7 separate regions of the Mus musculus genome follow, and all the other regions are linked to region 3. Evidence: chromatin contacts called from public promoter capture Hi-C and targeted proximity ligation data. All regions are on one chromosome and are shown on one strand. The core of a region is the stretch at or near the end of the contact, and the rest is flanking DNA. Distances in the headings are between cores, read along the strand shown.

The links. Promoter capture Hi-C pulls out the DNA fragments that hold promoters and counts their contacts.
Region 1: a promoter capture Hi-C map of hippocampal neurons shows a contact between it and region 3, with 2.6 times the contacts expected there. A contact is called at or near these places in 2 of 39 promoter capture datasets (the 3T3-L1 cell line and hippocampal neurons).
Region 2: a targeted proximity ligation map of astrocytes shows a contact between it and region 3, with 2.3 times the contacts expected there. A contact is called at or near these places in 2 of 39 promoter capture datasets (the C10 cell line and pre-B cells), 1 of 484 Hi-C or Micro-C datasets (CD8 T cells) and 1 of 130 datasets of targeted methods (astrocytes).
Region 4: a contact with region 3 is called in a promoter capture Hi-C map of hippocampal neurons, with 6 times the contacts expected there. A contact is called at or near these places in 3 of 39 promoter capture datasets (hippocampal neurons, maxillary cranial neural crest and pre-B cells).
Region 5: a contact with region 3 is called in a promoter capture Hi-C map of liver, with 6 times the contacts expected there. A contact is called at or near these places in 3 of 39 promoter capture datasets (the 3T3-L1 cell line, cranial neural crest and liver).
Region 6: a promoter capture Hi-C map of hippocampal neurons shows a contact between it and region 3, with 3 times the contacts expected there. A contact is called at or near these places in 2 of 39 promoter capture datasets (hippocampal neurons and liver).
Region 7: a contact with region 3 is called in a targeted proximity ligation map of astrocytes, with 5 times the contacts expected there. A contact is called at or near these places in 2 of 39 promoter capture datasets (the 3T3-L1 cell line and hippocampal neurons), 1 of 484 Hi-C or Micro-C datasets (CD8 T cells) and 2 of 130 datasets of targeted methods (acute myeloid leukemia and astrocytes).

The regions. Positions count from the first base shown.
Region 1 is chr19:40,657,311-40,661,495 of GRCm38.p6, forward strand. Entpd1 (ectonucleoside triphosphate diphosphohydrolase 1) reads left to right here and starts at 2,460. Exons shown (of 10, transcript NM_009848.4): 1 at 2,460-2,590. The coding sequence starts at 2,575.
Region 2 is chr19:36,081,387-36,085,375 of GRCm38.p6, forward strand. It overlaps Rpp30 (ribonuclease P/MRP 30 subunit), which reads left to right and starts at 2,330. Exons shown (of 11, transcript NM_019428.3): 1 at 2,330-2,432; 2 at 3,680-3,735. The coding sequence starts at 2,351.
Region 3 is chr19:38,221,350-38,225,462 of GRCm38.p6, forward strand. Fra10ac1 (FRA10AC1 homolog (human)) reads right to left here and starts at 2,803. Exons shown (of 14, transcript NM_001081075.2): 1 at 2,613-2,803; 2 at 488-564. The coding sequence starts at 564.
Region 4 is chr19:40,511,706-40,515,635 of GRCm38.p6, forward strand. Sorbs1 (sorbin and SH3 domain containing 1) reads right to left here and starts at 2,031. Exons shown (of 29, transcript NM_178362.1): 1 at 1,666-2,031.
Region 5 is chr19:40,829,613-40,833,728 of GRCm38.p6, forward strand. It overlaps Ccnj (cyclin J), which reads left to right and starts at 1,667. Exons shown (of 6, transcript NM_172839.4): 1 at 1,667-1,830; 2 at 2,367-2,476. The coding sequence starts at 2,408. Cc2d2b (coiled-coil and C2 domain containing 2B) reads left to right here. Exons shown (of 35, transcript NM_001376940.1): 35 at 1-166.
Region 6 is chr19:40,992,156-40,996,029 of GRCm38.p6, forward strand. Blnk (B cell linker) reads right to left here and starts at 2,066. Exons shown (of 17, transcript NM_008528.5): 1 at 1,857-2,066. The coding sequence starts at 1,903.
Region 7 is chr19:40,586,722-40,590,524 of GRCm38.p6, forward strand. It overlaps Aldh18a1 (aldehyde dehydrogenase 18 family, member A1), which reads right to left and starts at 1,742. Exons shown (of 19, transcript NM_019698.2): 1 at 1,589-1,742. Gm27042 (a long non-coding RNA gene) reads left to right here and starts at 1,811. Exons shown (of 4, transcript XR_386705.4): 1 at 1,811-1,898; 2 at 3,134-3,186.

The DNA of each region.
Region 1 (4,185 bases), core at 1,210-3,709, 2.4 Mb after region 3:
CTATCGTTCAGCCTTGTTGAGGACATTTGCATTATTGAGCATTCTCCAGAACATTCTCGTCTTGCAGAACTGAATCCTCTGTGCTTGCTTTGTACCAGGATTTATCTTCCAGCAGAGAAACTTAACTACTTTAGATGCTAAGGGAGGAACTGACATAATGTAGGAGATTGAAGGTGTAGGAAAAATGAAACGGTTTTTTTTTCTAAGGAACTTACGTTAAAAATACATTTCATCGGTAAAAGAAGGACAGGTATATTTAGCTCTAGCAACTTTCTTGAGTAACTTTCTTACTTTCTATTGGAAAAAGGCAACAATACAATTATAATAATGGACTTTTTTGGTCCAGAAATAAAATTGAAATTTAAAGCAATTTTCAGACCTTTAAACAGGCTCTTGTATCCTTGCCACCTCTTATGTAAACTATTGTCATGTGACTGGGAGATAAGACGTGCTCAACTATAATGCTTTTCTGATACCAAGGAGCTGTGCATACAGAGCAATAGGATTAAACAGCACACAGCACTCCACCATCAGAACCATTAACTCCTGTCAGGAGATTTGTGTAGGATGAGTTAGTTTGTTATGAAAGGCTGCTTCTATTACTATGTATTCAATTCAGATGACCTTCAGTTTTTAAAAACAAATTATGTGTGGGAGGGTGGGAGAAGGGTATGTGTATTTGGGGAGCATGTATCGAGGTCACAGGACAGCTGGTGGGAGTCTGTCCTCTCCTTCCATCTACCAAGGATTCTGAAGATTGGATTCAGGCTACCAGGCTCCACAAGCACTGAGCCATCTCTCCAGGCCTGAACTTCATATTTTTTATAGAGCACACATGCAGTCACAAAGCCACAAAGATTGCTGATATTTGCAAATATCTCATTATGTCACTTAAAACAATGTTATTATCATAGGACAATATCAAACCAATATTCATGATTAGAAATGCAGTTTAAACTGGTTCTAGAGAAGGCATTTATTAGAGTTTTCATTTAGTGTGATTAATTATTCTTCTAAATGCAAACTCCTATAGTTATGCACCATTAAGTAAGATACAGAAAGTCTTGCTATATAGTTCTGATTTATCAAAGTATCCAGAATTCACTGAGCACGTTCTGTGTGGCAGGCACTGCATTGTGCAAGGGAGCAGACATCTAAACTGAAAACTGAGCCCCGCCCCTTTACAAATACACGAAAGTGTAGCAGAGAACACATTTCCTTCAAAGCAACCTTAAGTGGTCACTAAATAAATGATTTGGGGAAGAACTATGTCTAACGGTAAAATTAGCTCCAGACACGAATTCTCTGCTATAAAGGAAATACAGAAAAACAAACAAACAAATAACGACAAAACCTCCATGAACTAGGAATCAGAAGGCTGGATCTATAGTCGGGCAATGTGGCTGGCTGTTCATTCATGAACTCACTTGGGGTTTACTGAGTACTGTGTGTGAGCACTGTGGAAGAATCTGTCGTTGGAAGTGAGGTGGTAAACAGGAGGGGTCGTCTCCATGCCTTGTAGCATGCAAATAGGGGCAGGTGGCTTCGTTTTTCTTGCTGTCATCTTGGGTTGATGGGACTCCGCAGGTCTCTTTCAAACCTCACAACTAAGATTACAAGCAGCTTTTTAAGGAGAAGCTGTCCAAGTGGCTTTGGGATCTGAGGACTTACACCGTCCTCCCTGAGGGCCAGCCCACACTTCAGACCTCTTCATTTCAAAACAAGTTCACACTTCACCTGCATTTGGGTCACCTTACGGAAGCCTGGGCGTGGCTACCCCTGTACCTAGGGCTTTGGAGGTAGGAAGTCAAAGCTGGAGAAAAGTGGATGACGTTTGTCATTTCACAGCTGGCAAGAGGTACCCAGTGAGCAATTTGCTCAGTGGTCCCATAAGGCTTTCCGGACAACTGTGTGGCTTTGCCTGCAGCTTCCCCCAGTGCCTGCATTCTTCTCCAATGAGACTGAGGAGTGATTGCTCATCAGGGACTGGGAAGGGGTCAGCTCTATGTGGTAGGAAGAGCAGCTCTTCCTCTCACAGGTGTTGAGTCTCAAGGCTACCAACATTATAGTTGCAAGGCTTGGAGCTTTTTCCTCTTTTTTCTTTCTCTTTTCTTTTCTTTTCTTCTTTTTTTTTTTTTTTTTTTTTTTTGGTAGTAGTAGAAATGTCTTTTTCAAGGGATAAAAGTAGATTTTCTGTAACAGAGGGGGTGAGAGATCTATAACGGAGGAAAAGAGGAAGGAAGGGGAAGGAGAGAGTGAGTTTTGAACACATACTACGTCAAGCCTAGAAAAAAGAAATTACAACCCGGTGAGCTTTCGAGTAACTAGGGGAAATGAGCTGGCCGGCTCCTCTCCCAATCTGTATTTCTAGTCAATGAAAAAGACATCGGGCTTGAGGTTCCTTCCGAAACCGGGCTGGCTAATTTAGCCCCTCCCACAAGCCCTAGGGTCTGTTATATCTCTGAACCGTGAGTACCTCTCTCGCAGAAAGCCACCACAGCAAGCAGAGACAGCAAAAACAAAAAACACCCAAGACAGACGAGGGAAGAGGAAGGAAACAAAAAGCTGCCCCTTATGGAAGATATAAAGGGTAAGACCAGAACTGATTTGATCCAAACCCTTCAGGGGGAAAAAAAAAGCCCAGACCCAAAGAGAGTACTTGAAAGAACCAAAGGCAAAGAGCCTGAATGAACTCTCCCTGTCTCCTGAGCGAGGCAGAAAAAGCTTTGGGAAACAGACAGAGCTCAGGGTTGTAGTGCCCTGGAGTAGGCTGAAGTCGATGAATATTCATAATTAATTGGTATGCAGATGTGGTTTTTTTAAGCGGCAAGTGACTGTTTTTCCAGTCCTCTGTACCTAAAGAGGCAGCTGCTTCATCTACGGTCTGGAGTCATCTAGTGTCGGTTTGGGTCCCTGGCTTGCAGATGTTGGGTTCTGCGTGTAGATTTGTTTTGTTCGAATTTCCTGCTGGGACATTAGCAAAGACTCTCGCTCCTTCTCTGCTGGGAGTTGGACAGGCAAGTTAATGTGGCAAGAGGCTGTCACAACAGGACCCCAGAGTGCGTGTTGTAAAAATGCTGTAAGCTGTGTGGGGGAGTGTGCTTGTCCCTGAGAGGGAGAAAGGGGTGGAGGGAAGAAAGGAAGAGTTCTCTTAAAAGAGCAGGTCAGATCGAACTGACCATGTTAGATTTTTGCCTACGAAACTGCAAGGGCAGACTGGTTTGCACAAATGGTGTGCAGTCTCTGCCTTTTACCTCTTTTGGGCATTTTCTGCCAGGACCGAGAGCTAGCTGCTTGCCAGTCCTTGGGAGCCAGGAACAAAGGGGGAATGTAGGGTCGCGAACCTACTTCATCGCACCGCCAGCTTCTCACAGGCTCACAGATTTCTATCACGTAGGATGCAGAGGGACTAGAGAACTAGCAAACAGATTTCTTCCCACGTAGAGCAGACCAAAGCTGTGTGGGCTTCCTAAGGTTTTATTTACTGTGTGCTGGGACCTGTGCTCCTTTCCCCATACGTGCCGCTCAGCTTCCCTCTCATCAGCCATATAAGGTAAGTGTTGTCCCTATCACCTCCACTTCCTGGAGGATTCAGTGCTGGAACTAAGAGCAGAACTCACCTTGGGATCCTGTAATTAGGAAGTGGCAACTGTAGACGCAGGCAAGGCTACTTAGGAAGACGGAAGCTTGGACCACTGGATGCTAGACTTGTGGGTCTCTGAAGCTCGTGGGGAGGAGATGAAATCTAGTCTATGCAGGAACTTGTATTTTTTCGTGAAGTCTACACCACCAATCTCAGTTGGTGTTAATGGTCATTCCTTCTGGGAGAGAGGCAGACATTGTTATTCTGTATGGTCTTTTACGAAAGAGAGGGTCTGAGGCTTGGAGGGGTTAGAGCCTATGAATCAAACGTCTGTCTAGGTGTCAAAAAGTCTTACATCTAACTAGAGTTCTTCTACTTCTGGTTTCTCTTCTGAACATGTGTCCCCACCCCCCAGCTAGTACTCACCAAGCTACTTTCAGTTCCCCAGGGACCTGGTCTTTCCTCCTGCTCAGTCAGCAGCAAGGCACTTTCCTCCATCTTGGAGGCCTAGCTCACCTTTTTTTCTTCTTTATCCTGGAGTCAGCCCACCTCTGTTTGAGTTCAGCTCCATCTCTCTCTCTCTCTCTCTCTCTCTTTCTTTC
Region 2 (3,989 bases), core at 1,080-3,579, 2.1 Mb before region 3:
GCCTGTTAGAATTAAATCAGCAAAACATACAGTTGTGTTCCGTTCAGCAATTTCTAAGGTCTTCTTCAAGTGTTGCATCCTTGAGGCCTCTGCCACCCATTCAGGCCAACATTTGAACTTTTTTCTTTCCCATCCTTTTCTCTCTGCCCAGTCCTGCCTCCTTCCCCTTCCTTCCCGTTCCCTGCTTCCTCTCTCCTTCCTTAACCTCCCTTTTTTCTTTTCCTCTTCTCTCCTCATACCATCCACAACTGTCCTCCCTACTGGCTTTTCTCAGGAGACAACACACTAGGCAGCTCCTGAGCCAAAATGCTTCAATCCACCATTATACTGCTGAAGCATTCACTAGCTCAAATGTCAAAAAGGTAGATGTTGGTTTAAAAAAAATACTTATTTGCTTTGAAAATTAACAAGATGCACACATAAGTACTTGGCAGATGCTCTGCCGCAGTGCAGTGCTCAGTGGTTTTTATCTCTTCATTTCATTTCATTTCTAATCCTTCCTTTCCTCTTCACCTAAGCTCAGTGATTTGTTCTGAAATGCAGCATCATGGTGCAGTGGGAGGGGGTGCCTTAGTGAGCCCTTTTATAGCAAGCCAGGCTTGTACCTGGCTGTTGCTAGGTAACTGTTAGGAGGAGCCTAGAAGAAATGCTAACACTCAGAACAAAGGGAATCTAAAAGGTGAAGACCACAGTAACATCACCATGACTCTTAAAGAATTATGCCCTCTGTAGTCTAACCTTAATATCAAATAACTAAAATTCTTATTTAGGTCCACTACACAATGGCTACTCGACTGACCAATCTAGATTTTGTGATCCTGTATGAAGACATCTCTCTACTACTATAAAAGTTAGAACTAGACATTCTGATGAAAGCAAGGGGTTTGTTTTGTACGGCCTTGGTCTGGTTGCAGACATTATTTTGTTGTTGTTTTGTTCTTGGAAAATATCAAGTATTGGAAACAATCATTTATGAAAATTAACCAAACATAGGTGTGGCAGTGCTCAGCTGTAATCCCAAAACCAAGGATACTGAGGCAAGATGATTGTGGATTTAAGTCCACCCTGGGCTACTAATAATACCACCTCTGCTACTGCCTCCTCCACCTCTTTCTCCTCCTTCTCTTCCTCCTCCTCTCCACCACCACCACCGCCATCATCATCATCTTTCAGAAATTTGTAGGAAATTAGTGATCATTACAGTAGTGTGGTCAGATGGAGAAGACTCCATATTCTTTGTGATTAGTACAGAAATTGAAAATGCTTCTAAACATTTCCATCACTTTGGTATAATCCCAACGGACAAGCTCATGAGAAGTGGACTTTTCTTATTTGAGAGACCAGCAGTTCAGAAGTCCTATTGAGTTGCACGAGGCTGGAGCTGCTTATTAGTAATGCGCAGAAGGGTTCGCATGCTAGGCAACTAAAGACTGAATGGAGAGGGGTAAAGGACTGGCCCTCTACATCAAGTAGATTAAAAATCGTGTTCTATGTTGTTGAATAATTGATCTGTCAATATTAAAGAGTTCATTTTTAAAAGGGTCATTTAAAAGTAGAAACATCAAATGATATGTGTATGTTTCTCATGAAAAACATTGTAAGACATGTTTTCATTTTTGCCCCTCCCAGTCAGTCCTCTGGCTAAAGGATGTGTTGGCGCTAAACCATCAGCTTTGAGAGCACTCTGCCATCTTGTGGTTGTAGTCTGTAACGGATTGTCTTAGCCCAAAGAGTTTAGATAATCTTAGCCACAGACCAAATACTTCAAAAAGGCCACTTTCAAAGAATGGAATGTACTGTGGAAATAGGAAAGAAAAATAACTTCCCATGTATCTTCATTTATTTGTTAGTTTAACTACTTTTGAGACTCTGTATTTCAGACTGGCCTGGTACTCTCGGTATAAAGAAGGTTGGCCTCAAACTCAGAGTTCTCTCTGCCTTCCCGGGTCTGGGATTAAAGGCGTGTATCACCACGCCCGGCTCCCCAGAGCTTTAAACAGGCTTCAAGACCTTAGAAATGTCTGCTTGACATCGGTATGCTCTATGGGTGCCTTTAAAATGAGTCACTTTGCATTGCTGTATGGTAGGAGCATGGGAGATTTGAGCCCCATCAGAGAGTACCAAAACATTCCCATTCAAATTATGAATAAGTAAGGCTATAGGTCCCAACACACTAACTTTGGCTGGATTCTAGGGAATAGGAAAGTCTCTGCAAGACGACCCAAGACGACTGAGAAAGAAAAACTACAAATCCCAGAAAGCTCAAGGAACAACCTAAAACTCCCAGCATGCCTGAGGGACAACACGGCGGCTGCGCAGACTGGCGCGCGGGTGCTCCTGGGATGTCAGCATGGCGGCGTTCGCAGATTTGGATTTAAGAGCGGGCTCAGACCTGAAGGCTCTGCGCGGACTCGTGGAGACTGCTGCTCACCGTGAGTCTACTGGCTTGGCTCTGTCCCCCACACCATCCAGCTTTGTTTGGTAGTTTTTTCAGGCCCCATTCCGGTCTCTCGTGTGATCTGCCTGACGTCCCTAAAGGCAGAGAATAGCTGCAGTATCACCCGGATCCCCTGGGTGAGAAACTCGGGCTCTTGACAAAGCTGTTGTTGTTTGTGTTTGCCCAGTCATTCGTGCAGAGGGAGAGAACGGAGGCCTAAGGGGTCGAGGCATTGGCATGGAGCCTGCGAGCTGATGAATGATAGGAACAGGGACTGGTCCCCTCAGCCAGTGCTTTTGGTATCAGCCCCTTTTGAGTCACACGGCATCTGTCAAATACAGAAAGCTGGGTCTCGGGCAGGAACTGCTGTGGGAGCTTAGAGAATGGGAAGGGCGTTACCTTATTTCTCTCGAGCATCTCAAGTGCCTTAAGGATGAACGTTGATCATGTGAGCTCTCACCTGGCATAGGGCCTGCCAAATAATAGATTCTCAAATCCCTTCGAGAGGAAGGAAAGTAGGGCGTTATTGGGCTGACTGGGAAGACGAAGGGCCGCTATTTTATCATTACCATGCATTATTCTTTTAATATTAATACACTATTATCCTGTCAGTATTTTAGGCAACTTAAAGACAAGAGTCGTGATTTAAATGTATTGGGGACAGGGCACTTGTCTGTTGTGATGGTAAGACAAGCCTGTAGTGTCCCTCGTCTGTTATTGTAGAGTACCTCAAAAGAGATGTGAGGGAGTCATCACTCCATTGCTCCGTAGGAAAGGGAGCAAATGTGAGGGGGATCGCAGAAGAAAGAAATGATAACAAAGGTGACAGAAAGACATAAAACTTGAGTCTTTAGCATTGTGTTAATATGAACCACAGCCTAAATATGTGCCTGGCTTCTAAATGTGGCAGCTAAATATGTGCACTCTTCTAAAATACTGGTGCTGTTTCACTTCATTTTCATGACACTTGAAAGTCCTGTCTGCTGTTAACATCATGGGACAGGTGAAGAACCTGAAACTTCACCTTAAGTCACAATAAACAGTAGGGCTCAGGATCTGCCTCCTACCCCACCCCCTTATTTTCCAGGTCTCGGAATTGAATCCAGGACTCTGTGTATGCCTAGCAAGCATCCTGACACTTAGCTACATCCCTATTGTCATGCCAGACTCTTGAATCTCTTATCAATATGATCATTGTGAACAAGAAAGTATATTTTTTAAATGATCTATTTTTCTTTTCAGTGGGATACTCAGTTGTTGCCATCAATCACATTGTTGACTTTAAGGAAAAGAAACGGGTAAAGTAGAATTTCTCATGTAACTGGTTGCTAAATACAAGTGTTTATAAATCCTTGTGTCTGTGTTGGGAATATGGATCTAGAGACAAGTGTACTAGTTAACTGTTCTTGTTGCTATGACCACATACCTGCAAAGCAACTTAAGGAAGGAGGAGTTTATTTTGCTTATCCTCTGACGGTATAGTCCATCATGGCAGTAGGAGCGTGAAGTGGCTGGTCACAGCTTCTCCTCAGTCATGAAGCAGAAAGAGACA
Region 3 (4,113 bases), core at 1,553-4,052:
ACAAAAATGTGTCCTCTTTGTGAAGCCCAGGCTTTGTATGCTAGAGGATCTTGGTCTTGCCAACTCTGACCTGCTCATTCAAGTCAACATTACAACTGTTCTGAATTACAATTCATCCTCCACGAGCACCTCACTGGGAAGACAAACAGCAACCAAGCCTCCTTTAAGCTGTGACATTTGCAGACACACAGTCTTAACAAATGAAAAAGCAAACAACAAAAAACAAAACAAAACAAAAAAAAAAAACATGCAATAGAGAAATCTTTCCTTTTCCCTCTATCCCTTTCAATAAACTCCTTCACAACAAAACTTCATTTTCCCCACAACTACCTCCAAACTGAAATCCATTTATTACAGTGCAATGAATAAACCCTCACTTGCTACAGCAGTTGTTTCCATATGCAAAGTCAATCCAAACCCTTTCCAGGATTTAGTTATACTTCATGTCCGTCTAGAAACAGTGTGAACTATGGATCAACAGACTTACTTCTTCCTCTTTTTGCTGGAGCCTCCGCCTTGCTCATCGTCACTAAAATCAGAGTCATAGCCTCCATGCCCATGCATCTGCAAAGGAGTGCGAGGTCAGCCGTGCGGACCCGAGCTGCCAAATACTCAGGAAACACAAGACTGAGAGTTAAGTGATCTTAAACAGCCACAAGCTTTACAAGTCATGCTGGGCAGATCATGGTCTCTGGTCTACGCAGCCACCTAACACTTTAATCCCTTTGAAATAAGAAGAATAAGGACATTAGTCACTGGCCTTCCAGTGAAACCTAAGCCTGGATATTGCAAAGCGACTCCATGCAAGGGACAACAGTGCATCACTTTTATTTGTGCCACACACCCCACACCCCCTAGAGATGTTTCAGCCACAGACAGACCACTGGAGGAAAATACAAATTATTGCTTAGTACTTCAACTATACCTTCTACATTGTAGCTATGCCTAACTGTGCAAATACCATTACACTTATCTACAGTAATAATTGCAACAACATGCTATATACGTTCATAGTCTAGAAAGATACTAGTTTGGGGGCTGTCTGTAGTAGAGGTGTTTGATGGCTGTACCATTGTAGAAGCATACTCTCTGCTGTTTGAACAATGAAGGAGCTGCAGAAATGTATTTAAGTGTCTCTCTTATTAAGCACTGGGTGACTATATTATTACTTTGTCATAGACACAGTGATAAGCACTTTTATAAAGCTTATGATTTTTCAAGTTAAAAATAAGTACTTGCATTTTAGGAATGAAAATGTAGTTAAACTAATCTACTTGATTCTTAAGGCCCCAGTTTCAACAATCTCTTGGGAATATTAGGCACAACTTGCCAGAATTAGTGTTTGTAAACAGTACATTATCAACTGATTAAATTTTTTTTCCTTAATTTTTAAGCATGAGTTTTAGCTGAGGTCTCCTTAAGCTAAGTTTCCTTACCCCTAGGCTTAGTCAGTCTTATTATTTTCCGATGGATAGTCTTGGAATTGCTGAAAAGCTTCAGCTGTCAGTTGTGCCTGAAAAGGCATCTGACTCCAGCATTACACAGAGTTTGGAACACACATGAGCAAGGGTACAGATGATTTTACTACTGTATATCATCAATAGTCAACTCCTGCAGCTGAAAGGAGCCAGTCCAGGTCAAGTGATAATATTTTTCAGCTTTGGTATTTGTGTCAGTAAGTGTACAGAATTCGTAACACACATTAATAGGGGTAAAGGTGGGTTGCAATCTTTATTGCTGAAAGGACCCAGTCCAGGTAAAGAGACATTAACTTTAGCATCTGTGTTGGCAAGTACAGCTAGGATAGCCAGTGTCTGCGTTCTTGACTACCTTCTGTTTGTCATTCTGTTAAATAAGGTAGCTATGTCAAATCATTAAATTCTGTGAGTCTCTGCAACTCCATTTTCAAACTTGGGCGTGTGAGTATATACCTCTCTTCCTTATCCCACCAAATGCTAAAGAGAAGGCAACAGCCAAGCTTTGGAGACATAGGTTTGCAAGCCACAGTTCTTCCTGACCGACAGCTATCATTGCCTTATACACCTAGACGTCACACCTTTTAGCAGATCTCATCAAGGCTGTTCAAATTCTACTACCCTCTAATCCATCCTCACGTGCTTCATATATTGATGGTGGAAAACCGCAGTGTGGAGCCTGGAGCAGTTGCAGAATCTAAGGTCTGGCTGGCACAGACGCGTCTCCTACTTCCCCACTTATGTAAAGGTTAACATAGAGGTTATGTAAAGAAGCCCAAACCTCAAGCTTACATAGTTTGGGGACGGTACCTAGTACAGGAAGACCTGAAACTAGTAGAACCTGGAACTAGTAGATCATCTTGACCCCTCATTCCAGACACCTCTTCTCTGCTCCGACGCCACATTTCTTTTTATCTCGGGCAGCTTCATCCATCCCTTGAGCTATCTTAACCCAGTAGCTTCACTAAAAAGCTCTCACTCAAATCATGCTATCAACTGACTGGAATTAAGAAAATCTCGAGAATAGGGCATCTGCTGCCTCCCGAATCTGTCAAAATAAAAATGAGACTCAACTACTAAGAACCAGTTTCAAAGTCCTCTCTGAGATCAAACACGCCCACGGCCCTCCTTACACACCCCTTCCCTTCCGCTCTTCTCTGTCTGGCAAGTTCGCCCCCAAGAGTCCTGACAGCTGCAGCGACGAGCCACGGCCTCAGCGAGCCGCTGCAGGTCCGCGCCGGTCCTCCAGAGCCACGCAGCGCCGCCGCCCGCGCCACTGTCACCGCACGCTGCACGCCTGGCCCTACGGGTACCGGCTGGGAACCGCTTCCGGCCCGGCTCAGAGGCGTGTCACATCGATAAGACACCGTTCTCCGGCGCGCCGACTCTGTGCTGCAGCCAGAATGGCTCGGGGGTAAACAAAGACGGCGGAAGAAAAGGCCCGGAAGAGGAAGCAGAGGCTCCCTGCTTTGGTCCCTCATTTTTCCTTTGGGCCATCTCCTTTTTCCTCTAGGGAATCCAATATGTAGTACAATGTGGCACTGCCCAGCCCACGTCCTTCATTGGAAAATGTATATTGCTATAGAGAAAAACCCCGCCTGTCACCTGCGGTCCTCTCTCTAGTAACCTTAGTAACGCCTCCACCGAGCATCCTCGCCCAGCCAGCAGCTCAGCCTCAGATCTGCCTTATCACCCCCTCTTTTTCCCCTACGAAAACAGTGCTCATAATTAGAACAGAAATAGCTTCCCCGCGTTCCGCCACCCACACAATAGATACTGTTCCAAAGGCAGTGCTGGCGGCTGAAGAGATCGAGTTGGCAAGGAAAAGAAGAAATGGGGAATGAAAAAGATTTCACAGGGTCGCAGATTCTACGCCAATAAGCAACCTAGCACACGCAGAAAGGGCATCCAATATAAAATTTAAGGAAAAAAAAAAAAAAAAAAAACACCTCAGGCAGCCAGAATTAAATTATTTTAAGCTCCACTGGGTTGTTCCTGCATTGTGTTTGCCCTACACCGTGACGTCCCATTCCTCTTTCCACTGGGTACAGATCTTGCTTCTCTTCAATACCAGCAGTTATTCATCTCGCACTCCGCAGCCAACACTGTGCCTTTGAAATCACAGGAGCTACTAAAACATTTGCTGAACAGAACTGGCATGCTTCTCACTTTTACAGCGGGTCCATGTTAAGGAAGAACTCTGAATCTTAATACACGTTCATTTTAAATCTTTTATCCTAACCAGTAGATAACAATATCCCTGTCAATCAGTTCAAGACTTTTTTTATTCCTGGCAGCAAATCATAGATACACCCTGATTTACATAGAGCAGCGATTGCAATCTTGTTAATTACAAAATTATAAATTTATGCATTTCAAGGTGCATTTGAATTATACTACAATAAAAATGTTTCCTTTAAAAATGTAAATAGGAAACCTCATAATTTAATATTATTAAAGTATTGAGTTAATTTGTCAAGCAGTCAATTTTTATAGATATCTAAAAACCAAATACTTTGTCCTTTTATCACTAATAAGAACTCCTGTAGCCTAAATGAAACTCTTGTATACCAATATTTGACATGCATTAGCATTTTTGTTCCTTTTTAAAAAACATCTTTTATCTATTAACTTCTTT
Region 4 (3,930 bases), core at 781-3,280, 2.3 Mb after region 3:
CGGGTCTTTGTTCTGCCAGGAAGAAGCAATTTTCTTTTCTTCTTTGCCATATTTACAACCCCATCCCAATATTCCCAATCTCTTCAAAAAGTTTACAGAAATTCAACTTGCTTTAGCAAAAAAAAAAAAAAAAAAAAAAAAAAGGAGGTAGAGCCAACAAAAGGGGGTTGTCCTACAGAGGTCGACCAGCACTTCATTCAGGTACTAATTGCCTGCAGGGAAGTCACCAGACTGTTACCACGAGTCCTTAGGCTAAGGAATATACCATCTTTGACCCCCTACCCTAAGAACTACTAACCCTTCCTAATCTGCATCAAAGGTGCCCCAGGCAGAGGTGGGCTAACAGACCACCTTTCTCCCCTCAGGCTCAAAAAGACCTCAGGGCTGGGCTGGCCAGGAGTTATTTAAGGCGGCAGCAGGAGGGTGGGGCAAAAAACTGTTGGCAGTATCTTCCTCCTCCACCCCTCCCCCTCACAGCCAACACACCTCACCCTGTAGACATCTCACTCACTCACTCACTCACTGAAGGCTGAAGCTATAAAATCTCCCAATGTGTGTTTTCTGTCATTGGCACGGCTGTCCCCTGCTGCTGTCCACCCCACTTTTAATCCACCCTTCAATCACCACCTCGATATCTTTCCAGCCAAAACACACACTTAAATGTAAAGAGAGGTATTTTAAAAAATCAAAAAAAGCATGTGGTCAGACAAGCTGTCCCTGGCCTTCTCCAAGGAAGAAAAAGGACACACCAGTGTTGGGGACTGGAAGATGGGCGGGGGGGGGGGGGGGGGATCAGTCAGCGGCCTAACATGCCTGGCAGGTTCTATGGTGTCTCTAGATGAACATCCCGCCTACTGACTGAAATCAATTTTAGCAATTTCAGTAGGTCGGCCGTGTGACAACAGGGGCAACCCAGAGCTCAGCGATTCAAACAAAAATCCAAAGGCTCGTCCAGAACATGCTGGGAAAACCCTCGGACAGGATGGAATGAGCCGGCTCAGAGGGATCTTCTGCTTCTATGTAGCAATGCATAATAAATTCTGTCCGCCCGGAAAAAGCACTGATGAATTTCAAAGGCATAGTATGACACGCAGAGGTTCCAGGATACAGAAATCGACAGCACGTCGCCCTTCAAAGAAGCATAATGACTTTAAAGCCTCCTTTCCCTCCTATCTCGAATGTCACCACCGCTTATCAGGGAAAAGACCGTGGAAACCCCGGGAGGGACAGCCTGGGAAATAAGAGAAAGGAGTAGCTTTAGGTCCCTTTGGTGATGGGCTGCCCTGCAAGATGCTGTCATCCAGTCATCCAGGGAAGCATGAAGGGGCCTGGGCGGTGAGCGGAAGCACCGTATACCCAGACACACACCCACCAACACGCTCGGATGCAGGCTGGTCTGGGCCAGCAGCGTAGTGCTTGCCCCCCTCCCGCCGCCCTCGGCTTAGGTGATGGAGTGGAAGGGTGTGCTGATGAATGAATACACCTGAGATGCCTCCATCCTGACACTTGCGCCCTTCTTCCTTTGGCCACTGCAGAAAAGACCCTCAGTAGTTTCACTTTCCAGCGCAAACCCACCAGGGCTCTCCCGTCTCCATCCACCCACACTGCAGCCAGGCTGAAGCGGGCGGACATTCCCTCCTAAGCAGAGGCCATGATCGCACTTACCTTCACCTACCAAAAACGAAAAGGCATAAAGAAACCTGGAATCCCCAAACCTCCCCGCGTCCTAGCAACTTTTCTTGAAGGGACGGGGAGAGGGGACACAGAGCAGCCGGGAGACACGGCTCGGCGAAGGTCCCCCGCGGCCACCCGGGGATGCTCTGGGAGAAGGGGGGCCCCCAGGTCCTTCCAACAGCTGGCCCTTTAAAAGCACCTCCTCCGCGCGCTGAACAAAGGCACCGCTCCGGGGGCCCGCTGCGCCCGCCCGGGAGCTGCCGCCGGAGAGCGCAGCCGCCGCCCGCTTACCTCGCGGGTCCCCGGCAAGGGCTTGCGCGCGTCCAGCCCGGCTCGCGCTCCACGCTACAGTCAGCCCCGCTCTGTTTTTCTGCTACTCCGAGCTGACTTCACCGACACTGGGGCCGGCCAATGGGCGGCGGCGACCAGCCCCTCATTAGCATGGCCTGGAACCGTCCACTCCGGCAGCGCCCAGGGGGCGGGGCCTGGCCGGCCGTGACAGGAAGGGGCGTGTGCGCCAATGGGGAGGCGAGGAAGAGCCCGCCGCCAAGCCTGCGTCCCTGTGAGCGGGGCGCGCGCCCGCGGGTTCCCGCGGATGTCGCGCGCGCACCCGCTAACCCTTTCTACCCTGGGCTGCCCGCGAGTGACTCCAGACGCTGGCCCTGTGGTCTCTATAAGGGTTTGCCCACAGAGAGCTTGAAAAGAACAGTAAGCGTAAAATAACAGTGTGTCCTAGCTATAAACAAATTACTTAACCCTGTGCCCTTTTGCTGATCTGTAAAATGGCACCATAATTCCTCTTGATAAAATGTAGTGAATAAAAGCTTGCCAATGGCACTGTCAGTCTGATTATATTCTACCAGACAGTTGCCTAATGCTCCCTATTTTCTCATTTGATTTTCCCAGCCTTGTGAAAAAGACGTTGTTACTAGTTTCTCGTTTTAGTCTTTATTTATTTATTTATTTATTTATTTATTTATTTATTTATTTATTTTTGGACAGGCGGCTCACGTATTCTAGCGCGGCCTCAAACTCACCGTGCAGCCAAAGATGATCCTTAATCCCACCTTCTGGGATTAGAGGCTGCCCCACATACTCACACCCCAGGCCAACCTCCTGACTCAGCCTCTAGAGCGGATTATTGGCTGCACCACTCTGCAAATTGGGGAGAAAAGAGTTTATTTGGCTTACACTTCCACAACACTGCTCCCCATTGAAGGAAGTCAGGACAGGAACTCAAACAGGGCAGGAGTCAGGAAGCTGATACAGAGGGATACCGCATACTGGCTTGCTCTCCATGGCTTGCTTAGTCTGTTTTCATATAGAATCCAAGACCATGAGCTCAGGATGGCCCATCCACAATGGGTTGGAACCTCCCCCATCAGTCACTAATTTTAAAAATGCCCTACAGGCTTGCCTACAGCCCCATCTTACGGAGGCATTTTCTTAATTGTGGTTCCCTCCCCTCAGATGACCTTAGCCTGTGTCAAGTTGACTTACAACTTTCCAACACAACAGAATAGTCACCTGAGCACAATTAATTCTTTTCTGCTATCTTGGGCAAGAATCTTCAGCCCAACTGTGTTCCTAGTTAGCAGGCTGTGTGGTGGGGTAAGAATAGGACCTAGTGACTGCACAGGCAAGGGGAACCCTGTCTGTAAAGGTTGTTAGATGTCAGGGAACAGTGACAGGTCCTGGCTGAGCACCTGCTGTCCTCAATTCTGTTGTCTGTGTATTTTAATTGAAGACTTCTAGCTGTCTGGGAGCTCGTGCTATAACCAAGGAAACAAGAAGCCTCCAGAGAACCCGGGGTCCCTCAGCACAGGGCTCTGCCTCGCCCAGACCTCATCCTGTTGCTTTGTAAAACACACTTCCCAGGCTCTGCTGTTACCTTATGCTACAGTCTGGACAAACAGCTCTCTGGTCTATAAAATAATAAAGCAGCAAGTATGAATGTGCCTGTATTAACAGTGCACTGTTGCACCAGGGCTGTGAGCTTTATATGCACCGCTACACATCTAACAACAACATAGCTAAAGGCACAGTGATACTAGGAGATTAGCCAAAGAGGTAGGAAATAGAAGGCAGAGAAACTGAGAGTTATCTACCTACCAAATCCAGGCAACAAGGTTTAGAACACACACACACACACACACACACACACACACACACACACACACACACAATGTCAGAACAACTCAATGTTCCGTTTGGGGCTGGAGAGATGACTCAGTGGTTAAGAGCACTGACTCTTCT
Region 5 (4,116 bases), core at 417-2,916, 2.6 Mb after region 3:
TTACTGTCCCCTCTGCTGGCATGCCCATCCACCATCTAGATAGCCAGTCGCTTCCCCTCAGGCCTTTGCATGGCTTCCCTATCATAAAACGTCGGCCTATCCACCTATCTAGCCTTTCACTTTGTTTGCCTTACAGCACTTGTTACCGTGTGGTATGGATTTATCTTTCATTTATTATGACTTTTCTCTTCCCAGTAGAATGTAAACTGTGGGAACACAGAGTTGAAGTGCCTTCTGCCCAGCTCACTCTAAAGGGATGAAAAAAATAGTAAGACCGAAATTCCTTTTAGGAATGTAGACTCTAGAGAGACCACCAGAGACATACACAGGCATGAACAAGGATGAATACTGGCATCTTATAAAGAGCCATCTAAGTCTAGAATAATACATGATTTCTGAACCGGTCTCTCCCGGCAAACAACGTGTTCAAAGTAGACTGTAGGACAACCTGCTTATTACAGGATCGCATAGGCAATTATAGTCTGTGACCCACTTTTCTGAAAAGGTTCTTAAGAAAGGCCTGGACCCTAAATCATTTGGAAGCCAAAAGCTGCTTAGTAGTCGTGAATTGGAAACTGAGTACTACTTAAATACCATAAATGACATGGAAATTTTAGCCAGATAACGTCCTTTCCCTCTACTAGTAGTCTCTTCCCGAAATGCACCGGGCTAGGCTGGGTTCTGCCAATTTTCACGTGCATGCTTCCAGTTTCTTCCCATCATTTCCTGAACCCCTGCTCTCCCCAGGCATTGTATAACACTGTCACACAGGGGTCTGCAGCAGCCCTTCCGGGATGGATGCAAATACCAGGGTGATAAGCCATGCTCCCGAAGTGTGCACTCATCCTTTTCTGTACTAGCCCTTTGTCACTCTTCCTCTTTCTAAACAAAATATTCAAAGTAAGGGGTGAGGTCTCATGATTTATGTTTAAATATTGAAGGAAGTCGCTTTACAGTCTCTGGAAAATTGAGGGAACCCATCTACTTCTTTTGGGGTGGTCCTCCAGACACTCTCAAATACAACTGATGGGGTTTCTGTTACATTTCCAGCCCCAGCCAATCGCCTCAATTGACGCTGGAGTGTTCCCACCGTTTAGGGTCTCTTCCTTGACCACCACAGATGGTCAATTACATCCATTATGGATCTGACAAGCCAGGTTGCTAAAGATGTCAATTCCAGTCGCAACTCGCGCGAATCGCCGAAGTGAAAGCAACAAGAAGAGCTGAGTTAGAAGAGCTAAAAGGAGTACTGGGTTTAGAGGGGAGACTGGAGCAGAACTCGACAACCAAAGCGCCTTAGGGACTGGTAAGAGCTAAAGCCCATTCGGAAGGCTTAGGGTAGGGGGAGGATCCCGGAGAGCAGCCCCTCGGAAGTGAGACAGCGGGCCAGATCCGCGCTGCCAAGTTTTAATCCCGGGGCTGAGACATCGCATCTTTCTTTGCCAGCACCCGGGACCCATCAAAGATTCTCTGCAGGTGAGCGGCCCTCGGGCGCCGACAGACCGCGGAGGCTGCAGAGCGAGACCGCCCGGCACCGGGCAGGGGCCCGGGAGACGGAGTAGCACCTGGCTCGGCCCGGCCGCCGATTGGACGGCGAGGCGCGACCCCGCTGTATCGCGAGAGCCGATTGGCAGCGCGGGGCGGCCCGTGCCCCGGCGCTGGCTTTGTACGGCGAGCCGCCTGCCGGTCCTTTAACAATGGGCGGCGCGAGCGCCCGGGTGCTGGGCCCTAGCTGAGGCGGGGGCTTCGCGGCCGACGGTCCGCGGCATGAACGCTGCCGGCGCCCCGTGCACGCCGGCCGGGCTGGGGCTCTGAGGGCCGCGGTTCCGGGTAAGAAACCGCGTGGGCCGGGCAGGCCTGCGGGAGCGCAGCGAGGCGAGGGGAAGCGAGGCGCGGAGCACGGCCGCCCGCCCGGCCTTTTGTTTGCCGCTCCGGGTCCGCGCTGCGGCGGGCGCACCGCAGACCCCCAGGGTGGTGGAGCGTGCGGGGCTGTCGGCGCGGACCTGGTGTCGCGCGCTGGTCACTCTCCATTCCGGCGACGTTCTGACAATGTCAGGGCTCCCGCGCCTAAGTGCAGGCGGCTGAGGTCGAACCCAGAACTCGGAGAGCCCGAGGTGGGCCGTCCCGCCCGGAGCTTTCAGAGCTCGCACCTTTCTGCAGTTCTTGCAGCGGGCGATTGCAGACGACTGGGTAGATCAGGCCTTGCTGGCGTTGGAAGATGGCTCGGGGTCGGGTCAGGTGAAGAGGAGCAGCCGCACGGGGTGACCTGAGATCGCATCCCTGGAGGAGGGGGCGCGGAGGATCGCGGGGGGACTGGGGGGGGGGGGAGTTGCTGGCCGTGACCGCGTCTGGGGCGTGTCTTCCAGACTGAAGTTGCGGCGTCTGGCCGGGCGCACCTCCGGCTTCCATGGAGCTGGAGGGGCAGTGGTGGCGAGGACAGCTGGCTGCGGATATTCACCAGGCGCTTCGGTACAAGGTAACTCCCGAGACCCGACTTTCCCCATCCCGGCTCTTGTGCTTCCTGGAAAGGCCAGTCAGGTTCTTTACTCTCTACCTTCCAGGCCAGAGAAGGCGAGTTTGCTCATTTGTCAAAGTTAATTAACTTCTTCCTTCCCTGGGCTGCATCCGAAGAACCTGTAAATGTGGAGAAGACTGGGGCGTGGTAGTTGGGAGAAGGAAGGTGGATGGTGTTCCGATGTTGCCAGGTCGACCATGGGTGTGTGTGTGTGTGTGTGTGTCTGTCTGTCTGTCTGTCTGTGTCTGTGTGTGAGTGAACAGCCCTCCTTGTTTCGTACATGCTGTTGCATGAAGCTGGTGTAAGCCCTGTACATAACTCAGTTCTCCAACCTTTCCCCAAACCTGCTCTGAGACTTCGGACAACTTAATTTTCTCTTTCTCAGTTTCCTCGTCTGTAAAAGGAGAAATAACAACGACAGAACGTCCTTATGGGGTGATTGTGAAATCTGTTAAGTATGTACTGTGCAGGAACTTAGAACAGTGTAAGAGCTATGTGATAACTTACTGTTCCTTGGTCCTTCAAATCCAGGCTATACAAAAAGCCTTAAGGTGGAGGGAGCTATTCCTTGGTAATGTCAAGTGTAGAAAATAGACACAATGTTCTTAATAGTCATGGGGGGGGGGGAACCTACTCCTTTTGGACCAAAGCCTGGGTATTCTAACTAATGATTATAGGATGGATGTTATAAGTCAGATATATGCGATAGCCCTGCTTCTCTGACAGCCAGAGGGAAGACCCAGAATGATCAACTTAACTCAGTTTCACCTTGGATGAAAACTGGGAAAGGATCGAAACAGCTGACTCTTTAATAAGATCCTGTAGCTTGAGCCTTAGGGATTTTTCAATGATAATAGGTTTATATCTGGTGTATATGACCAAATTAAGCAGATTAGGACATGGAATCTTGGCTTAAGTTGTTAAAATTGCACCCCCAGCTTGAAATTTCCAAAAGTTCTTTAATAGTCCTGGCATTCAGTCTCTTACTCTGAGTACATCCCAGACCCCTATGAGATTGCTCTACATAAATGTTCCAACTACGGAAAGGTTCTTTGGAATGTTAGAGGGAAAAGTCCCAATTCACTTTGAATTTTGGGGAGGTATATTTGGATTTTTCTAAGTGTCAGTCTTTTTATCTTTCTAGTGTGTAGCAAAACTAGTTACTTGGTTTAAATGGTAATGGTACTTTGAGTGTGGGGGTGGGGCTGACAGTTTAAAGATTTTTTTTTCATGATGATCCCTGTGACTTTTAGTTCTAATACTTCATATGTAGGTAGTTTTAATCATAAAGAATTGACTGAATTAGTTTTACAGGTGATCTTAGACGTAGAATTTTCTTTCTTTCTTAAGTTAGAGTTTGTTGGCATGCTTATGTAGTCTCTGAAGGAGTTAGGGAATAAGGCAGCCCTGTAGTCAGGTGGATGTTGGGGATTACTTCTGAAGCCTGTCTCAGGCCACCTGTTGCAAACTACTTGGGGTTGCCTTTATGTTGTCTTTAAGCTCTCTGTAGACGACGGTCCTGATGTCTGGCAATAGTAACATAGAGGATTTACATTAATGTGTAGGACTTGAACTTTACAGCTGGAGAGATCACTATTTGT
Region 6 (3,874 bases), core at 816-3,315, 2.8 Mb after region 3:
GACGGAATTTTGTCTCACCGGGAGGGATCGTAAAGTGATTAAAATTCTATTGCTCTCTTTATTTCGATCCTCATCTAGGTTCTCTGGAGCGCATTCTGAGCATTTGAGCGGCTTTAGGTTAGGGACCGTTGGGACCTCTGCTCAGAGCAGCCTCGACAGGAGACCCTGTCAGTTCTCTGCCAGGTCCTCTGACTTCTCCCTGCTTGTCCCTTCTCAGTGCTGTGCCTTTAACTCTAGATGCTGGGGATAGTTATATCCCCAGCACCCCCAGGATCTGTACCTTCAGCTTCCCCTATGCAATCCGTCCTGATCACTCCCTAACAGCACAGCCGCTGCCCAACTCTGTATGGTTAGACCCCCCCCCCCCGCCCCCAAGTGGCTCTTTTCCAGCTGGCCCCATTAGACAGGACCAATTTCCCAGGGCCCTCTCACCCCATACGTTCCACTCTGTGGCCTCTGCTAGGCAGGACTTTTCTCACCAGCCCACATTTGAGACTGCACTCGCATCAGCCTGTACGTGTGAGGTTACAGCCCCCTCAGCATGTAACCTGTTTCCCTCAGCTCTCCATCTGTTTTCTCAGCTGCCTCTCAGAGGCTTAATTCTTGAAGCATCATCTTCATGAAGATGTCTCTGCTACTCCAATCCTCTTCTCCACTTCGTGGCCCCCTTATTATTTCTACGATGTCTGCTCTACCCTTCCCTTCCGTGAGATGCACAGCAGAAGATGGAGGGTGCCTGTGGGACCTTCTAACTTCCATGTTAAAGGCTCTGTGGCTCTCCTGGGTATCCTCTATAAAATGGCTGACCAGCTGATGCTGCCCGCTGGTCTGGACCCCTTAGTACCTCTCAGTCTGCCTCTTACCAAACCCCTCAGAGTGAGAAGACCCATGTGCCACCGTGAAAGACTGTCCTTCTATCAACTCCATGTCTTTTCTTGTCATTTGTCTCAGACTCTCCAGTGCTCCATCCCTTAAGTATGACCTCATGAAAGTCCAAAGTTCTAGCCTGCACATGGAATATAACACACCCTTAAACGTTTGAAAGTTCCAGCCTCTGAGAGTCATCAGCCCCACTTCAGAAGACAATGCTCTTCAAACTCAAAAACTGGGAAGTCATCTTTGCATGGTCTCTTGACGTATGTATGCCTTAGGCCACTGCTGGCTTATTCTTTCTTAGTATATATTTCTTTAAATTGCCAAAGCTGTTTTTTAAAATGGTTATTGTTATTATCAGTATGTGTGTGTGTATGTGTGTGTGAAATGTGTGTGGGCATGATGTGTCAGGGCATGCATGTGCCAGGCTGGCAGTGACTGTGGAGTCCAAGGACAGCTTTGTGGAGTTGCTTCTCTTTCCGTTTTTTATCTGGGTTGTGGGCATGGAACTTAGATCATCAGACCTGCACATTCAGCACTTTATCCAGTGAGCCATCTGACATTCTAAAATAGATAGTCATGAGGGTACTGGAGAGACGCGTAGTTCCCCCAATAAACTTAGGGTGAACACCCACAAAACAAACAAGAGTCAGTAAGCGACAGTGACTACAAACGCTCTTCACACCATGGATGAGCCCCTCCTCAGACTCAGAAAGCTGGCTGTTGCTAGCATGTGGGCCATCAAATTTTCTATCTTCTTGCCTTCCCAGAGCTTCACTCTTTGTCCCATCCCTGGCAAAAACCAGCCAAAGCAGGTTCCTTCACTCCTCCTACACGTTTCTTTAAAAAGCTGATCTACTTCCCTATAGCCATTGCTAACCGATTGGCACTGGTCAAGTATCCCAAGGTTTTGGTGCCTCTGAGCGCTGGAGGAGCCCTAGAGGGCAAAGAAGAGGAATAAGGCTCCGAAGGGAATCTCTTACCTCAGCTTCTGGCTGGCAGGGACAGTTATCTTATTCAGCTTGTCCATTTTCTTGAGAGAGGATGTGTCGCTGTCCAGGGGGGTGTCAGCAGCTCCTGGACTTCCTGGGGAGCAGCATGGTAAGGCTCTGGCCTCAAGAACTCAAGCCACTGGAACTGACTTCTGCGAGCAACCCACAGGCTGCTGGCAAACACCCCTGCACAGGGGAAGTAAAACTCGCTGGAGCGCATCGCCAAGTTTCATGTTTCTACGAGGTCATGTGATCCAGGGAGTCAGCCAGCCTGGCTGATTACTGTGCGTTGTGTAAACTTCGGTAGTGAAACCTTATTGGGCATGCAAATCCCTTCCAGTAGCTCTTTTATGATCAGGTGTGTTGCCAGGTTGGATAAGTTTCTGACTGAGCACTACTTCCTGTTTGTCCCAAACCTTAGGTAGTCCCTGTTTTTAGCAGATGGCCAGAGTCACCCTGCCACTTCTTAGGTACAAGGAAAAGCTGAATAATCAATTATATCTGGATGGCTCTTTGGGGGCTTTCTGCTCATTTGCATTAAGCCATGGGTTAGCCTCTTCTTCTTAAGAACTAAGACATGAAATGGACAGTTCTTGTCACCGAGGTCACAGCAGTGGTCATTTAAAATGTGATAGGTAATTCTTTGTGCAAGGTCAAGGTCACTTAGGGGTGGGGAAAGGCGACCCTATCGTATGCTGTGTGGAGTCAGGAGTTGCCTTGCTGAAAGCTTGCCATTTTCAAATAAAGACAGGATACACTCAAAAGTCAGCTGAGGACAAGCCTAGTGATTTCCCAACACATGACATCAGGCGGATGCCTCCTAACTCCCCTCCATGTCTTCCCCTCTCATCACACCCAGTGCGACATGTCAGGTGTAGGGGTATCCCAAGCACAGTGAAATCCCACACCTGCCTCTGACCCCATCTAGACAGTTCTGCTATACTCCTCGAGACAACAAAACACAAAAAACAAAAAAATGAGAGGGCGTGTTCTTTCTTCCCCTTGGACCTGAACACCCCCACCCCCACTCACCTGGCACATCCTAGTCACCTTTGTGAAAGGAGATTACGTTCTGAACATTATCAAAGGACCATCGACCTGGGTCTAAAGAATGCACGGGGGGTTGGAGGGAGACAGAGTGGAGGGATTTCAGTTATCTCTCCTGTTATAGCTTCAAGGGCCTGGCTGAGGAGAGAGTGGGAAGGAGGACCAGGCCAGAGAAGGGAGGAGAAGAGACAGAGAGCAAACCCGGATTTCTTCCCGCCCCTGCCCACCCCCACCCCCAGGTTCTTTGTTCAAAGAGGAGCTCTTCGGTCCTCCTGGTTCCTTGACTGTTCACGTTCATGCACTATATCTGAATTTGCCATTCTTCAGGATGTCCGAGAGCTGATGCCTCAGAGTGGTTGAAGGGTGAGGTCCCTTTGCAGAAGAGTAGGGCATCAGGAGAGAAATGCAGACACTTGCTTCCCGTAACTGTTGCCTTTCTCTAATCTGCCTGCACGGTTTTCTTGCAATGTATCCTGAAGGAGATCTAGTTCCCTGCCCCGCCCTTCCCACAGCTCTTAGCAGAAAGGAACATAAAAACCATATATGATGTCATCAAGGGTCAGGAGAGTCTGGCCAGGGGGGTGATAATAGCCTTTTGTTCCTTCTGGATGGTTGTAAAATGCTTCCAATTGACCTGCGGACTTTCCTCTCCACCAACTCTGTCGAGCACCTGGTCTGGCAACTTCTTATTTCCCCAGAGAAAGAGAGAGGGTCGAGGGTTCCACTTCTGCTTTTTCTTTTTACAGCCGCTTGTCTTTCTTCTTTTTACTGTATTCAAGTCCGACACGATGAAAACGAGAAACTGCTTTTCCAGGCCGGTGTGTTGCAGTTCTGCCCCGTGTGGTGTGGAGTGTGTGGAGTGGGTCAGTTCAATGATCCAAGCCTGACCCAGTGGCTTTCCTGCTGCCACGGCTTGCCAAGAAGGGTTGATCACGACTGGGAACCGGTTACCAAATCTCAGC
Region 7 (3,803 bases), core at 492-2,991, 2.4 Mb after region 3:
CAACACTTACATAAATCCCTTCAAAAATGGCTGCAAAACTATTACTTACACACATTCTGCAAAATACCTATAAAAAGTCAGTAGTGACATAATTCCAGTTGTGCCCGCTTTGTACCACCTCCCCAGACACTCTCATCTTCACATTGGACATAATCCTCCAGGTAGCTGGCTCATGTGTTACTGTTGCTCTCCCCAGACGGGCTCTAAGCTCCCCTTTGGGGTATGCTACACAGGGTGGGAATCCACACAACTTTAGATTGGATAGATCTAAGTGTTGGCTGTCCTTGCCATGGAGATTGCCAACTCAATCTCCTCATCTGTAAATGAGGGATAATAACGGTTTATATGGCCTGAGATCACCGTGGGAGTGACACAAGGCAAGGCTGGAAAGCGCCTGGGTGCACAGATAAGGCTATTGTCCACCCCCCTCTTCTGTCTTTTATAAGGCACTGACATTTCTTAACCTTTCCACTTACTTCCTTCACTGACACCAAAAGGTCAAAAGAGCCACTGATGGACAGCCGTGCTTAGTGGCAAACGCCTGTAATCCCAGCATTCGGGGGAAGTAGAGGCAAAAAGGATCAGAAGCCCGAGGTCGTTCTCAGCACACAGCCAGTTCTAGGCCAGCCTGGGCTACATAAGACCCTGTCTCAGAAAAGATTCTGATCGGGTCACATGCATAGTTCTAGACTGTTTACCCCTCTCTTGTCTAAGCACAGAAAGCTCTGAACGTCTGAGATCCTTGGAGGTATGAGGTCTACCATTTGTCTCTGGCCCAGGGAGGCAAGATCTTATATTGCAAACGACTGTTCAACCAGTCAGTTTGTTGTGACAGCAAAAACCAGACAGGTGATGCAAAAGCCCAAAGGGTATATACGTGGAGACTCTGTGATCGAGAGAGAAGTTCTTATATTTTAACTCAGAACAGCTTTCAAGTGACTAGACACAAACACACGGAGAGCTCTTATCTCACTTAGAGAAGTGAACTTCAGTCTCAACAAACTACCCAGAAAAACACATGCTGAGTTCATGGTTCACTACTTAATAGAAAGACAGAAACTCAAAGATAAATGTTGTTGCTTCGGAGGGTGGGGGAATAAGGCTGGGGTATGGCGTGCGGGGTGAAGAATCTGAGCGCACCCTTTCTGTGCCAGGAGATAATTATCACACACGGGGTCTCCGGGAATAACCCTGGCTGCAGGGAGAATCTCCTATGTACAGGTTCCATATGTCAGGTCGCGAGCCACAGAGAATTGCAGACTCAGGCCCTGGGAGTGCGTCCGTGGATGGTTTCACACCAGGTGTATGACTACTCGCAGCACAGGAGCCCTGGAAGCCGGTTGTGGACTTGGTAGGAAGAGGCTGCAGGGTCCTCCAGCCTCCGCTGGTAGCATACCCAAAAGATGGCCAGAGATCCCTGGGCCTCCTAAACCCTGCACCGGGAGCTGTGCATGAGCATCTCAGAGCACCTGGCTGCCCCGCGCCGCCGCCGGCTCCCGTGTCCACGCCCCTCCGGACCCGCGGCTGCACCCCGCATCTCCCCCTTTCAGTGAGTGTACCCCTTGCCCGGTGCTGCCCAGCCACCTACCTGCTGGCCGCCGACCCCAGCCCTGGACCACTCTTCGCGGCGACCGCCCTCTCCTCCGCCTTTTCTTCCGTCTACGTCCAGCTCTCCGGAGTTGCGTCAGCCGCGTTAGACTGAAGCCCCGTAGCGCCGCTGACGTTGGGAGACGGGTCTGACCCACGCTACGCCACGGCAACGGCGCAGGCGCTTCTGAGAATCGCGCCCACGCTCCACGTGGCGGCCCCCTCCCATCCCCAGGCTCCGCGCCCGCAGAGTATAGGGGCGGGGCTTCGAGCACCCAGAAAGGAACCTCCCCAGACAGCTTCCCAGAAAGGTAAGGAAGACTGGCTTCTAGTTGCTGATGGATTTCATAAAGCGTGTTTGACAGTTGATCGTCTATATGTCAGACTCACATTAGAAATAGATTGAATCAACAAAGACCGTCTCCCTCAAAACAAAAACAAAAACAAAGACTGGCTATTGAAAAAAATTGGCACCATGGTAAAACAAGTTGGCACCTAGTTACCCGAAAATAACAGCCCAAGTGTTTTCAGCAAAGGTGGTGGTAAGAATACTGCATTTTAAGACGGTGTGTTTAATCTCTGATTATTAATAACCACTGATTATCCCAAAGTTGAATGCATAACGGACACAGATCATCTCCTTCCGGGCTGGCAACGTTCTCGTCCCATAGCACCGTTCGTTGCAGGGAGGCCATTGTCTAGAGAAGGTCAACTGTGGCTGAAAATTGGTTCTTTATGCTTTTGTAGTCCTGACAATGCTACTGAGCCTATTCATTCATTTTCTAATTCACTAAAGGGAACTTACCACTACTTCTCAGTCCATGATGCAGGAGTATGGGGGGAAGGGCAGGGGGCGGGGAGCGGGGGGGAGTGGGGGGAAGGGCTAAAAGGAGGTTTCAGCTTAGGAGAGATCCACGCTCATGGATGATAGGTTTGCAGAAGAGAACATCTGGCTGGGAGCTCACCATACAAAGATTTTGAATCTTATGGGTCACCAAGTCAGTGAATCCAAACTTCTAAAGCCCTGGAATGATATGATCAGGTTTTTGTGTCGGAAATCAGCACAGAGGTGTAGAAACTGGGAAGTGGGTTAGCCTATTGCAAAGCGCCCTGTAAGAAATAAAGCAGACGAAAGGCGCCGACAGGGGGCGTGGGAGCAAAAAGGAAGGCGCGCTCACAGCACTTTTTGCTAAGGGTTGAGTACCAGGAAGAGGAGTTCTTTGAAATGAAATGTGCGTCGGCATATGAGATCTAGGAAGAAGCTGAGAAAATCTGTGCTTTGGGAAGGGTGTTGGCGCCAGGACGCGTTAAATTTTGAGCACGTTGAGGGTGGGGAGGTGGGGCATTAAAGAGAAACAAAACAGCAGGCGCTGATTAGATCTGGTACCCGGGCTTCTAAAAAAAGTGGGGGGGGGGGGGTGCGTGTGGGTGTGTGTCAGGGGTGTAACTAGACTAAGGGACTGGAGCTAAGTTAGAAGGCGATTCTGATTCTTCAGTTCACCCACAGATCACCTTATTGTAATTGCTTGTCTGTCTTCCCTCCTAGGGAGCAAACCTCTGGACAGCAAGAAAGCATATTCCTAGAATATGAGATACTTTGTAAGTATTTGAGGAGTGAATAATTATTATGTCTTTAGTTAAAAAAAACCAGATTTCTCAAAAAGTGAATTGGAATTGATCATCGGTGCTGAAAAAATAAATAAATAAAAGAAAATGAGTTGTTAACATTCGTGTTAAACTGGTGTTCCTTGAAGGTCATTCCTTCAACTCCAGCATTTCATAGGCAGAGGTCAGGGGATTAGACCCTAGCCAGCCTGGGCTTCATACATAGTGAGTTCCAGGTCAGCCTGGGCTCTGCAACGACACACTATCTAACAGTGTCTCAAAGAATCGAGCACGAAACTCCTTAACTTTCTACTGTTTTTTTATTCTTTCAGTGATAGTTTACTTATTTGCTCTGCCACTAATATTCTACTTTGCCAGTGGAGAGAAAGGAGTGCGTTAGATGAGTGAGGAGAAGGGAAAATCTGATTCTAGGCACATAACCTGCTTGTCTTTCTATGAAAAGCAAGAATTTAGCTAGAGTGTCTTTCTCACATACTCAACAAATGTTCTTTTTGTTGACTGGGGGTGGGGGGTGGATTTTAACTTCTTCTAGAAAATGGGAATAAGGTTCAACACCACCAGGAAGTCATGCAGGAAGTAGGACATTTAGA